2 separate regions of the Zea mays genome follow, and region 2 is linked to region 1. The links are chromatin contacts, called in public Hi-C maps. All regions are on one chromosome and are shown on one strand. The core of a region is the stretch at or near the end of the contact, and the rest is flanking DNA. Distances in the headings are between cores, read along the strand shown.

Region 1 (7,397 bases), core at 2,182-4,681:
ACACTGTCCGGTGGTGCACCGGACAGTCCGGTGCTCCAGACCAGAGATGCCTTTGATTGTCCCTTTGCTCTTCTATTGAACCCAATACTTGATCTTTTATTGGCTAAGTGTGAACCTTTTACACCTGTATAACTTATACACTAGAGCAAACTAGTTAGTCCAATTATTTGTGTTGGGCAATTCAACCACCAAAATCAATTAGGAAAATAGGTGTAAGCCTAATTCCCTTTCAAAAAGGCACTGTGGTAGGAAGGTATAAAAAAGGTGTAGTAAAAAGAACCTTGATCAAATAGCAAAATTATGAGCATATATATAGAAAATAATGAAGCTCGTGTTGCTAAACTCAAGTTTAGAGCCCACTACAAAAACAATCAGAACAATAAACAGAGTATCATGGTAAATTAATATTTATAGTAAGCTGCTCCAAAGGTATGTATTAGGAGCAAAGCATCGTGTTAGGAAGTTATAGAGAAAGGTGTAATAAAAGGAACCTTGATCAAGCAACAATGTTCTCATATTTGTAGAAGATAACGAAGCCCGTGCTGCCAAACATAGTTTATAGTTCACTGCAAAAAAAAACTACCACAACAGAAAGCAGGGTATCTTTGAAAATAATTATCACAGTAATTATGTACCAGGGAAAAAGAGCAGAGTTTTAATAAAAATCTAAATAATATTCAGAAAAGTGGAGGCCATCTTAGACCGAAAAAGCCTTCTATGTAATCGTCGGGTCTACTAAAAATAATGAAAAGCAAACGATTACAAAAAATCATATAATGCACAAACTTTAAATAAGAATCATAGAACGTTGAATAAGAACCATAGAACATTATGTTTTAAAAAAATATACATAACGTGTAAACATTAAAAATGGTTCACAATTAGGTGTTGCAACAAACGGGCATCGATTTTGGGGACCAGCTAGAGTTGTTTCTGTTGTACCAACAACGACAAACCATCTGTACAGGGGATGCTGAACTAAACACATATAGAAATCTTCTCTGTGTCAGGCTAAAGCTACAGCGACAGCAGCGGCAAAAATGCAATTCCCTTGGCGGCGCCGACATTCCAATGCAGCGACTACTGCACGGAGCTGCTCATGGTCTATAGCACGGCGGAAGGATACGTGATGAGATCTGGTGGCGCTGGAACAGAGGCATGACCGGCAGGAGCAAGTGCCATGCCGACGTTTAGACGGAGCGAGCAAGCATGGCCCGACAACCTGCTGATGGCGGTGCAGGGGATGAAGGGGATGGTGGCAGGAGCAGGTGTGGGAACGGAGGCATGAATAGTAGGAGTAAGTGGCACACATACATCCAAATGGAGCGTGCGAGCACAACCCGGCAACCTGCTAAGAAAATGGTAGTGTAGGGGACAGAGGGATGGACGGTGAAAGCAGGTGGCACGCCGACGACTGGACGGAGCGAGTGAGGAAGGGGAAATGGCAATGCATGGCACGAATGAGAGAGGGAGATAGAGAGAGAAAGAATGAGTGCTACCTTTTAGAAGGAAGAAGTCAGAATAGAAAACGCTCGATCCGTAGCTGGGAGCAATGGCCAGAAGCTTCCGGAGGCTTCGGGGATTGTATGACTGGTGCAATAGCTAGACGGTAGGATCTCATCATGGAGAAACAATCCGACGGCTTCCAAAATTTAGACGACGTGACCACCTTGGTTTGGGAGGATCGGGTCCTGGTTTAATATATAGAAATGGAAATATCTTTATTTACGCATGACTAAATAACTATATTTAAAAAACTTATCATTTGTGTATTGTTAAAGGATAGTAAAAATCCTTCACCATACCTCTTCTCCCTCCAAACCTTTAACAATAAAAACATGTTTTCCTACTGTTGTTCTATTAGGATTTCGACATGCCTCCAACAAGCAGCATTAGTAATTGTTGTCAGTTTCGATCATTAGATTGTAAAGTGCTCTTATGGTCATCACCGTAGGAGTTTTGCAAAGACCAACTCTAGTGGAATAGTAGCTTATTGGAGTAGTTTCATATGGTGGAAAGTATATTTACACTGACGGTTTGCTTAATCAAACCGACAGTGGAAAGTGTATTTGTATTTTCACTGGCGGTTTGCTTAATAAAACCGCCAGTACAAAATGTATTTTCACTGACATTTTGCTTAATAAAACTGCCAGTGAAAATATTATTTCCACGGTTTGCTTAATAAATCGTCAGTCAAAAATTGCTTAATAAAACCGCCAGTGACAATATAATTTCCACTAGCGGTTGCTAAACTACCGTGAGTGAAAATACCGATTTCCACTGGCCCTTAGCACCAACGGCACTGAAAAACACCATTGCAAATATCTCTAGGATCGTCATTATGGAGCTTCTCGTGTTACATCTAACCTAAATTTTCAGCGAACACGATTGGCCAAACTTCGCAAGATTCCAGTAGTGTTTTTTTCCTCGCGGTGATAGCAATCTGCACCTTATTTTTCAAACGGGAAGTACAGCGATTTTGTAGCCCACGGGAGGGCCTAACTGTACTGTATTTGATTTTTTTTTGTTCGTCATTGTTCGCAAAGACTTCACACAAAATATCAGTGGGCGAGGTAAAGCTGGTGTGCTAGCTATATGGAGACTGTAAGCGCTGGTGGGCCTTCGGTTTCACCTTTGCTGTCGCGAGTCGCGACAGGAGAGTTGGCAGTCGGCCAATCCTGATACAACGCACGGCGCTTCCGAAACTGATTCGGCACTTGTTCGCCTGACGTCGAAGTTCAGTCAGGAACAGCAGCTGCAGGGCTGGGCAGCACAACAGCATCCACAGATCAGACTGAGCACAGTAACGTCCACGAACTTGCTGATCCCTTCCCCCTGCGCAAGTGACAATCTCGTTCTCACCTGGAGCTGGAGGCATGTCGAACAACATGGTCTCTTGCATTGGGTAGCGTGCACGTTTTTGTAAAAGATGTCATATTCCATTTAAAAAATTGAGACACGCGACCCAAGAAGCATTTCTTTAATCGAGACGGTACGGTGACTTTTGGTTGGCCCGCTGAATTTGATCGGTCAGAACCTGTGGCTCTCTGCTGGAGTGCACTACTAGCTTGATCCGAAGAACGGAAAAGTACACGGCAATGGCGGCTTCTCTTCTGCTGTATTTTGACCGTGCTGATTGCTGAAGAAAGAAAGAAAGAAAAGCTCAGCTGGTACTCTGTAGTCTGTACTCCTCCCGATATGATGCTCGGTTACAAAGTACATCAAACACAGAGAAGACCCCTTCGGTCGAAGGAGAAAAATCAGAGGCGTTGGTCAGCAACAATATAACTATTTTTCCGATGATTATAGATCGCAGTAGATTTACTATAAGGTGTCGATCTCCCAGCGACAGACCTCCGCTTTACTTGCCAAGTTAGTCGCTTTCTTTAGAATTTAGATCACAAACTCAACATGCCCCGAATAACGGACCAGACTCTTCTTCAGTCGTCGCCTCAGCTCCTCTCCGTCTTCCAACTTTTCTGCTTTACCGCCCTATATAACCCTCGGTCGGCAGGCCGCATGCACCAACCAACACAACACGAACTAGAACTAGGCGTGGCTCACCGTTCGAGATGGCCGCGGCAGTGACTCGCCGGGTCGGTCTCCACGTCGAGGCGACCAATGGCGGCGCCGACGACGAGAGCAGGCGCAATAGCTCGGCAGCTGACCACTCGCCAGTGGCCAAGCGGATCAACGACGCCGCCGCCAACGCCAAGCGCAACGACGTCTGGGTGGCCGCCCAGGAGGGAGAAATGCCTGCAGCTGCAGGCAACTCCAGCCAGCCGCCCCTGCTGTTCCGGACCATGAAGGTCAAGGGCAGCATCCTGCACCCTTACAGGTTATTCTGGCCGTCCAGTGCAAGACTGTCCTCTCCTTCTCCTTCCTAGCCTAGGTGCCAGTGTATGGTTTGCATCAATATAATGAACAATGCATGCTAACTGGACAGAAAGCTTGGCACTACTCATCAGTCAGACGGTCATCACATTGCTATTATATACTATAAAAACTGACTGCAACTGAAGCTGTCTCTGACTTCAGAAAAATGGCCCACGGCGGCAAGTTTCAGAAAGTTTGAAATGAGTTGACCCGTTTTCTGCCAGGTTTGTTATTCTTCTGCGGCTGGTCGCCATCGTCGCATTCTTCATATGGCGCATCCGGAACCGGAACCGCGACGGCGTGTGGCTCTGGGCCATGTCCATGGTCGGCGACGTCTGGTTCGGCTTCTCGTGGGTCCTCAACCAGCTCCCGAAGCTGAACCCCATCAAGCGTGTCCCGGACCTCGCCGCCATCAGAGACCAGTACGAGCAGCCTTCCGCCTCCGGCGGCGAGTCCAACAACAAGCTGCCCGGCATCGACGTCTTCGTCACCACCGTCGACCCCGTAGACGAGCCCATACTGTACACGGTGAACTCCGTGCTCTCCATCCTCGCCACCGACTACCCGGTCGAGAAGTACGCCTGCTACCTCTCGGACGACGGCGGCACGCTGGTCCACTACGAAGCGATGCTCGAGGTTGCGAGTTTCGCCAGGCTATGGGCGCCCTTCTGCCGGAAGCATAGCGTCGAGCCGAGAGCTCCGGAGAGCTACTTTGGAGTGAAGAGGCGCCAACCGTACACGGGAAGCGTGCAGGGAGAGTTCACAAGCGATCACAGGCGCATGCGCAGGGAATACGAAGAGTTCAAGGTGAGGATCGACTCTCTTTTCAGCACCGTCTGCCAAAGATCTCAAGCGTACAACAGAAAGCATGCCAAGGACGACGAAGCTGGTATGGTGATGAAGGCGACGTGGATGGCTGACGGTACGCAGTGGCCTGGGACATGGATTGAGCAAGCTGAGAACCATAGAAAAGGACACCACGCTGGAATTGTTAAGGCAAACATTTTCATCACCTGACTTTATTTTTCTTCATTAAAATATATATTCATCAAACAAAACTGTGTGCATGTATGAGATAATAATAACTAATAACACTATAGTCCATCAACTCATGCTTTCGCACGAGTTAAAATGTTAGAACATATAGGTATTATATAACGGCAAATAATCATTTCATTTTAGATTATAAGATATTTTATCTCCTCTGTAGACTGATAGACATATTGTTTCTACCGTGCATCTAGATAGATGCAGGTCTAAGTATAGCAAAAACTATATATTTACAAAAAAACTCAAAGCGTCTTATATTTTCAAATATAGGAAGTATACCTCACTAATAAATAATTGCTTATATTAAATATGTTTATAACTTTTCTCTTTGTAAAATTTATTACAGCAAGTATTAAGATGTTGACTAATGGTTTTGTTAGGTGAACATTTTCTAAATTTCATAAGTTGCAAAATAAATGTTTATTCTAATATATGTGTGTGTTGTACTTTGTAGATATTGATATATTTTTCTATACATTGCTACTTAAGTGAGAGATTTTTTGATTATTTTTTTATAATGGCTAAGATATATATGTGTGTGTGTGTGTTGGGGGGGGGGGGGTGCGCGCGCGTGTGGGTGGGTGTGTACTATGACAATATCTTACTTATCTTTCACAATATATAGCATATATGGATATGTTAAATGCTAACATAGAATGGTGTTGTGTATTATCTTTTATAGTGGTAAAGATGAACAATTTGTAAAATCATTAGGAGGTATTTTAAAATATATTTCATAATTATATATGTGGGTAATCTAGATACAAAGATACACTGATATTTAAAATTATCATTCATAATATTAAAGTTGGTAATCTAGACGCAATATTAGGGTGCTATTATAAATTATATTTTATAAGGGCCAAGGTAGGTAATTTATATGCATATTTATGTAGTTATTTTTTAACAATAACATGTGCGGCTAGCATATGTGGGTAATTTAGATTCAAAATCAGACGTTAGTTTTTGTATTTGTTTGGTAATGATAGTGATGCTTATTTTTTTAATAATAAAATAACACCTTAAATGGCTATTATCAATTATGATGGTTAGTCTATAAAATTAAAGGCTAAATGTGTATGACTATTGTGAGAACTTATAAGATTTATCTTTTTCCAGTGCGAGAATATATATAGTAACGTGCACGTATGATAAAAATTAATGTGGTATATATATTTATTAAGTTATATAGTTAATAATAATAAGATAAGGTGCTCTTTAATTTGACAGGTCGTACTAAACCATCCCGGCCATAAACCAGAGCTCGGGTCGCCAGCAAGCATCGACAATCCATTTGACTTCAGCAACACTGACACGCGCCTCCCCATGCTCGTCTACATGTCCCGCGAGAAGCGCACCGGCTACAACCACCAGAAGAAAGCCGGCGCCATGAACGCGATGCTCCGGGTGTCCGCCTTGCTCTCCAACGCGCCGTTCCTCATCAACTTCGACTGCGACCACTACGTCAACAACTCGCAGGCTTTCCGCGCCAGCATGTGCTTCATGCTGGACCCACGCGACGGCCGGAACACGGCTTTCGTCCAGTTCCCGCAGCGCTTCGACGGCGTGGACCCGACGGACCGGTACGCGAACCACAACCGCGTCTTCTTCGACGGCACCATGCTCTCCCTCAACGGCCTGCAGGGGCCTTCCTACCTCGGCACCGGAACCATGTTCCGCCGTGCCGCGCTGTACGGCATGGAGCCACCGCGGTGGAGAACGACTGGCAGCGTCAAGGTGATAGACGACGACGACGACCACAAGGGCAAGGAGTACGGCAGATCGACATTGTTCAGAAACGCAGTACTAGACGACGCCGCGAACCAAGAACGATCTATCACGCCAGTGTTCCTCGATGACGACGAGACGACGACGATCAGCAGCGAGGTGGCGTCGCTGATGACGTGCGCTTACGAGGACGGGACAACATGGGGGAGAGACGTCGGGTGGGTGTACAACATCGCGACGGAGGACGTGGTGACCGGGTTCCGCATGCACCGGCAGGGCTGGCGCTCCATGTACTGCTCCGTGGAGCCGGCCGCGTTCCGCGGCACCGCTCCGATCAACCTCACCGAGCGGCTCCTCCAGGTGCTCCGCTGGTCCGGCGGCTCCCTCGAGATGTTCTTCTCCCACAGCAACGCGTTCCTCGCCGGCGCTCGGATGCACCCGCTGCAGCGCGTGGCGTACCTGAACATGTCCACCTACCCGGTCGTCACCGTCTTCATCCTGGCCTACAACCTGTTTCCCCTGATGTGGCTCGTCTCCGAGCGGTACTACATCCAGAGACCCTTCGGCACGTACGTCCTGTACCTCGTGGCGACCATCGCCATGATCCACGTGATCGGCATGTTCGAGGTGAGGTGGGCGGGCATCACGCTGCTGGACTGGTGCCGCAACGAGCAGTTCTACATGATCGGCGCGACCGGTGTGTACCCGACGGCGGTGCTGTACATGGCGCTGAAGCTCGTCAC
Region 2 (7,397 bases), core at 1,419-3,918, 150 kb before region 1:
ACAACATGCATAGTGTTCACGTATACCTTTTGGTGGATTCCAAGAACAAAAAGGTTCAGATGATTATTCGCACCAATTGGAGCAGAAAGCTGCTACACTGCTACCTTGTACGTGCTTGGGAATGATTACGTGTCCAAAGAAAAAGTGGGTATTAAAAAGTATGCAGATTTCCCTTTTAAAAATGCAGTTTGGAAATTGTTCGCCAGCAGTTTTGCAGGTTTTAATGGAAAACTACAAATCACATTACTTTTTAGTACCAGTTGTACAAGTTGTCAAAGTTTTCAGTCAATGTTTGATGCAAGATTAGATCCACCGTAGAGCTACTCTACGGTCGAGCAACTGTTTAAAAACGGTTTTCATTGGAATCATAATCTTAACTTCTTTTTGATGATTCATGAGTCCAAGGGTGCTTTTGGCCACAGTTTTTTCATGGAAAATTTTACCACTAATGGTTTGGTGTATTTGAAAACGGAGGAATGACTTCATCTTTATCTTTAGAAATAAGGTTCCTTCCTTTTCTTCTTGGCGACGCTGCTTCAACGATATAGTGAAGTTGCAAATGCTGAGATTTAACCACTCTCTTAAAGCTAGTCTAAACTCTCGATAGCTCCTTTCTTTCTTGTTTTCTTTGATCCCGCTTGTATTTTTTTCATCTCAAAAAGTTTCAATAAAATTGCTGTAGGGTTTCCCCTACAGCTTTTTTCCCTAAAAAACAAACATATAAAATAACCTTTTTCCCTAAAAAACAAACAGATAAATTATTAAATTTGCAGCTACGGAAGGTTCAAAAAGGAAGAGCTACCTGTAAAAGATGCCGGTGGGACTCCGTTTTACTACATATACTCTGCAGCAGAGGTGCATCACAGCAGCAGGACTGTTCACTAACTTGTGTGCCTGAAGCCCTGAACATATCACTGGAGACACCTTTACAGCTGAAGAGCAACTGAAAGATCTCAACATGTAAGGAAAGCTGGTACCGGGGAAGCACTAATGGAGAAGAATATTTTAATGGCGACATAGCACAGATGTAAAGCCTGAATGTTCGTTTATGGTCTCGAACTATGCTCATTTGCAAAAGCTGTAGGCTGTCCAGACTTACTTTACCGAGAGAACTTAACATCAGATGTCTGAACTCTCTCATCCTAAAGTAACTAGGTAAATGTATTAGTTTCCCGTTAGCTAAGAAAGTTTGTCAGAAAGGAAAAGCACGTACAGTGATACTATGATACACTATACTAGTAACTAGGTAAAAGTATATACAGTAGACGAGGTCACAAAGCACAATACGAGAAAGAAAATTGGTTTTGCGGTCGCAAATAATTGCAGTTGAATTGTTGAAATATCAGTTATGTAGAGAGAGAGAGAGAGACACGGAACATTTCCTTCTTCCATAACTGAACCCAGGCTCTAATTTTATTCAGTCACTGGATTCTTGTACCCCTAAATGATGAGCAGCTCATATAAATCTTAATCTATGACTCTTTTACGCATGAAAAATGCATAGATTCTCCTCGTTTTTTTATTAGCACGTGAATTTCTGCAATCAATTGGACAAAATTCTAAATCCACCCCCTTGTATCGGTCAATATGCACCCGAAATCACAGCAGAACACCGGGACTTGATGTGTTAGCAGCCTATCATCAGATCTGATCTAAATCGCTGCAAGAGAGGCTCATTTTTTCTTGACATATTAAAAAAAATGTACCCATCAGGTTCTCGCACAGGGTGGGAAACAGAACAACGGCAGACAGGAACACGCAGAACGATCATGATGGGTATAAACTATTCCAGCCATCCAGACCAAGCGTCTACTTGCACTGAAGCTAAATGGCCTTTAGATCTGAAAGGAGAAGCGAACAAACAACCGCGCCAAGAATATGGTATTCTTGCTCTCCCGTTCCGTGTCCCTGGCAGTGACTGACAAGATCTAGTTTCCCATGCGCTGCTGATGCTAGGGCTGCGTGCCCGAGGTAGATCCGATCGTTGCAGCTGCGCGACCCAGTTGCGTGATTGGTCCAGATTAAAAAATAAAACATAAGGAGAGACAAATTGATCTGGTTTCGTGTCCAATCTTCTAATCCTCCTTCGCCGATGCTGGGGCAGCGCTGGAAGCTCACTTTCACAGCGCACAGCCAGGCACCCAGCCAACTGCCAAGTAGAACTTATTACAGAACCAGCCAACTAACTTTAGTCACAACTCCGACATACAGAAACAGACGGTGATGGGTAACCAATATTTGCCTGGCCTGGCCTGACACAGGTGCAAATGGCTAACAGTGCTAGCTCCAGCCTCGCTCGCTCTACTTGCCGTACGTAGTGCACCGCACCACCGCCACGACGTGCGTTCCCGTGAATTCCGTCCGTTGCGTTGCGGTCAGCTAGCCCGCAGCAGCACATGGACGGGGCTCTGTGTTCACCCGTTCACTGCTCACGGTCCACGTTTTCTGCATGAGCTTGAATAGCTTGTAGTTTAGTCTGTACACACTAGGCACCGCCAGATCCATTGACTGTACAATATGACATGTCTGAATTGCTGCACTTCTAGGCAGAGTTGCGAACATCCGGTCCTCTGCCAGGCACCTCGCACCCATGTACGTGCTTCGGCCTGCCCGTCCTGCTCCTGCCTCCTCCTATATAAGTCGCTGCTCCAGGCTTCCACCCGTCGTGTGCCACTGCACACTGGCTAGAGTGTCAGTGCCCCCCCACCCCACCTACCTCTGGTCTTGCCAAAGGAAGGAAAAGGTAGTAGCTAGCTAGGACCTGCAAGGCATGGCTTCGCCGGCACCGGCGGGCGATGCCGTGTATGCGGCCAATGGCGGCCTCACTGACCCGCTTCTAGTGAGCGCGAACGGCCATGGTGCCGCCGCGAGGAAGGCTGGCCACGGCGCCAGGGGCAGGTACTGGGTGGCCTCCGACAAGGCCGAGAGGCGCGCTGCCAAGGAGTCCGGCGGTGAGGACGGCCGCGCGCTGCTGTTCCGGAAGTATAAGGTCAAAGGCGCCCTCCTGCACCCCTACAGGTAAAAAGCCAGCTCAGCGGCTAGACTGAATGTGCAACGCACCAACAGGAATATAATCACTGTTTGTTTACAGTTCACCATGTAAACAGGCTGTACATTTTTTTTTTTGCTTTGGAAACGCGCGTTTCCTAGTAGTAGTTGCTTGTTAGACTTCGCCTGCATAACCGTTGACCTGAGCCTCCACCGATGAGATGGCTCACCGTCTTCCATTTTCCAAGCACTGGATTGCCAAAGAAATGAAAAGATCTTGCACAAAGATTGCTTGATATTTCCTATTTTTGGTCACATACTCACTCGCACGAGAGCACAGCTCGCGTTTCTTTGGCTCGAGACCTGACAGCATGTGTTTCATGTTACAGGTTGCTGATCATCATCCGATTAGTCGCTGTCCTCGCCTTCTTCGCGTGGCGCATCAGGCACAACAAATCCGACATCATGTGGTTCTGGACAATGTCCATCGTCGGCGACGTCTGGTTCGGCTTCTCGTGGCTCCTCAACCAGCTCCCAAAGTTCAACCCTGTGAAGACCATCCCAGATCTCGCCGCCCTCCAGCGGCACTTTGGCTACCCTGACGGCGGCGCCTCTAGGCTCCCCGGTATCGATGTTTTCGTCACCACTGCCGACCCCATTGATGAGCCCATACTCTACACCATGAACTGTGTCCTCTCCATCCTGTCTGTCGATTACCCAGTCGATCGGCTAGCCTGCTATCTCTCAGATGATAGTGGGGCGCTGGTTCTCTATGAGGCACTGGCCGAGGTCGGAAAGTTTGCGCCTCTATGGGTTCCGTTCTGCCGCAAGTACTCCATTGAGCCAAGGGCACCAGAAAGCTATTTTGAGCATGTGGCACCGCCGCAGGCTGGAAGGGTGACGCAGGAGTTCTTGAATGATTATAGGAGGGTGCAGATGGAGTACGATGAGTTCAAGGCGCGCTTGGACAACCTCCCTGATGCCATACGCAAGAGATCCGATGTTTACAATAGCGTGAGAGATGCAGGAGGAGCTCAAAAGGCAACTTGGATGGCAAATGGGACGCAGTGGCCCGGCACATGGATTGATCCAGCAGAGAACCATAGGAAAGGACACCATGCTCCAATTGCCAAGGTACTAAAGTTAAGATTAGTTGTTCAAATTCAGAAAACGAGACACTCATGCAATCCACTTACTTCTTGCAGAACTTTAGTTCGGGAATATTTCATCTTTGCATAATGCCGCTTGTTACAGCGATGTCGCCACTGATGGTTTGAATCCTACTGTTAACAGGTTGTGCTGAACCATCCAAGCCGTGGACAACACCCTATTACTGAAAGCAATCCCAGCATTGCCACCACTGATGAGCGCCTCCCAATGCTTGTTTACGTCTCTCGTGAGAAGAACCCAGGTTATGACCACAACAAGAAGGCAGGTGCCCTGAATGCACAGCTGCGGGCCTCTGCTCTCCTCTCTAATGCCCAACTCATCATCAACTTCGACTGCGACCACTACATCAACAACTCTCAAGCCCTAAGCTCGGCTGTGTGCTTCATGCTGGATCAACGGGACGGTGATAACACCGCATTTGTTCAGTTCCCACAGCGCTTCGACAATGTTGACCCCACGGACCGCTATGGTAACCACAATCGTGTCTTCTTTGATGGGACCATGCTTGCCCTTAATGGTTTGCAAGGGCCCTCATACCTCGGTACTGGTTGCATGTTCCGTCGCTTAGCACTCTATGGTATTGACCCACCCCACTGTAGAGCAGAAAACATCACGGCCGAAGCTAGCAGGTTTGGCAACTCCACAATCTTCCTAGATTCAGTGTCAAAAGCCCTGAAAAATGACAGGACAATCACACCGCCACCAATTGATGACACATTCCTTGCTGAGCTAGAGAGGGTTGTGACATGTTCTTATGACAAAGGTACTGACTGGGGCAAGGGTGTAGGGTACATCTATGACATAGCCACTGAAGATATAGTAACAGGATTCCGCATCCACGGGCAGGGGTGGCGCTCTATGTATTGCACAATGGAGCACGATGCGTTCTGTGGCGTTGCACCAATCAACCTAACTGAACGCCTCCATCAAATTGTGCGCTGGTCTGGTGGGTCTTTAGAGATGTTCTTCTCCCACAACAATCCATTCATCGGTGGTCGCCGGATTCAACCCCTTCAGCGTGTCTCCTACCTCAACATGACAGTCTACCCAGTCACATCAGTCTTCATCCTAATCTATGCTCTAAGCCCGGTGATGTGGCTTATCCCCGATGAAGTATACATCCAGAGACCATTCACTAGGTATGTCGTGTACCTTCTTGTAATCATCGTGATGATTCACATGATTGGCTGGCTTGAGATAAAGTGGGCGGGGGTCACATGGCTGGACTATTGGCGCAATGAGCAGTTCTTTATGATCGGCTCAACAAGTGCATATCCAATGGCAGTGCTGCACATGGCAGTGAACCTCCTCACAAAGAAGGGCATACACTTCAGGGTCACTTCCAAGCAAACAGCCGCGGACGACAATGACAAGTTCGCCGACCTTTATGATTTTCGATGGGTGCCAATGCTCATCCCAACAATGGCAGTTCTGATCTGCAATGTTGGTGCCATTGGTGTAGCCCTGGGCAAAACTGTGGTATACATTGGAACATGGACAGCGGCGAAGAAGATGCATGCAGCACTGGGTCTGCTGTTCAACATATGGATCATGTTTCTCCTCTACCCATTTGCACTAGCGATCATGGGGCGGTGGGCGAAGAGGCCAATCATCCTTGTAGTTCTGCTGCCGGTTGTCTTTGCACTTGTCGCGCTGTTGTATGTAGGTATCCATATCCTACTTGCTGGTCTGATTCCATTCTAGGTAGTATAGAAAACATTGTAATTTCTTGTGTAGTTACCAAGGAACCAATTATGTTTTTTTTAGCAAATAATCATTGTATTCTTACATCGTAATAATACAGAATAATCCTAACTAAATTTAGACCATTTGGTATTTGGCCCCCATTTCAGATGTGCAACATTGACTACAGGGTAAAAGTACAGTTTCGCTATTGATGTTAGGTTTTAATTCTCTTACCAAAAATGACTTCTGATACCACTAGAAATGCATAATATCTTAATGGTTCCAATTCATCCCTACTATTGTCCATTTGTCCTAGTATTCAGATTTTAACTAAGGACTTTTATTCACAGCCTACCTAAAATAGCCCTGTATATCCCCCGTGTGCCAAGGATGCATGGCCGCCATGGCGCACAGATTTCTAAGCCCATATAACAAAGGAGAGTGTACATACGGATAAAGCACCAGATAGCACGTATCAAGAATGGCTACCTATCAAACTAGACATTGATCTCGAAATTAAAGAACAAGAAACTACTTCAAGGGGGGAGACGACTGGCTCGCACAGGCATTTGATCGGACACTTGAAGGTTACAGCACCGAACAAAGGACCTCGCTCAAACCAAACTGTCAGCACACTACTACTATCGACTCCTCAAACTACTGCAATAGCATCGGACGACAAGGAAGAAGCTGGCTCGGGGTGTGCATGTGCGCATCCTCTATCGTAATTCTAGTACTGAGTGGGCTGTGTAAGTTTGTCCGAATGAGCTGTGTAAGCTGGTAGTTGGGCTGGGCCGTAGAAGAGTATAAAGTAAACAGTGGACAAGTTGTAAGGGTATCCAAAAACCAGAATATGCAATACGAACCTGTCTTCTTCGTGCATCTACTTCTTCTCCACGTCTTCTCCCACCGAGCACCTTCTTCTCCTGATCTCCCAAGCTAGGTGCTAACATCTGGTATCAGATTCAGTCTCCTGGACCCGCTTGCTGCTATGCCGCGGTGACCCCGATCTTCCGTGATGGAGCATCAAGACGTCGCCATCCGCAAGCTGCTCGACGAAATGCGACTCATGGAGGTGCGCGGACACTGCGATGGTGTCAAGCGCCGCCGGGACGAGCGCTGTGAAGAACCCTGTGACGAGACATCCATCTTCAACGAGGGTCCCATCTTCGACGAGGAGCCCTGTGCTGACGTGACGTCCATCTTCGACGAGGGTCCCATCTTCGACGAGGAGTCCTCTTTCCTCCGTGCCTGCTGCGTAGCCTGTCCCGCCCAGGTCCCGTTCCTCCCTACGACTGCGGCAGGGAGAGATATGGGCATCGACAGCGCGCGAAGGGTCGAGATCCGCACGCGCGTGACCGTGGCGTGCGAGGACTGGGTGGTGGACCACGGCGTGGATGCCACGACGGTGGCCGACATGGCGCACCTCGCACACGACTACTTCACGCTTCCACCCGAGGACAAGCCTCCGCTCGGCCCTTACATCGACACGGCTCTGTCTCCAGTTTCATTTATCCTGCAGTTGGTTGAGACTGAGGAGGATGAGGTTTTCC

Evidence for each region. Hi-C and Micro-C count contacts between places; a contact is called where the count stands out from the background.
Region 2: a contact with region 1 is called in a Hi-C map of leaf, with 6 times the contacts expected there. The contact joins the promoter of LOC100281536 here to the promoter of LOC103633281 in region 1. A contact is called at or near these places in 14 of 25 Hi-C or Micro-C datasets (bundle sheath, ear, endosperm and 5 more) and 1 of 3 datasets of contacts at active chromatin or transcription factors (leaf).

What each region holds. Positions count from the first base shown.
Region 1 is chr7:165,193,068-165,200,464 of Zm-B73-REFERENCE-NAM-5.0, reverse strand. It overlaps LOC103633281 (putative mixed-linked glucan synthase 1), which reads left to right and starts at 3,431. Exons shown (of 3, transcript XM_008654984.4): 1 at 3,431-3,838; 2 at 4,101-4,872; 3 at 6,157-7,397. The coding sequence starts at 3,573.
Region 2 is chr7:165,343,703-165,351,099 of Zm-B73-REFERENCE-NAM-5.0, reverse strand. It overlaps LOC100281536 (CSLF3 - cellulose synthase-like family F), which reads left to right and starts at 2,668. Exons shown (of 3, transcript NM_001154454.2): 1 at 2,668-3,018; 2 at 3,378-4,122; 3 at 4,282-5,929. The coding sequence starts at 2,771. The coding sequence ends at 5,862.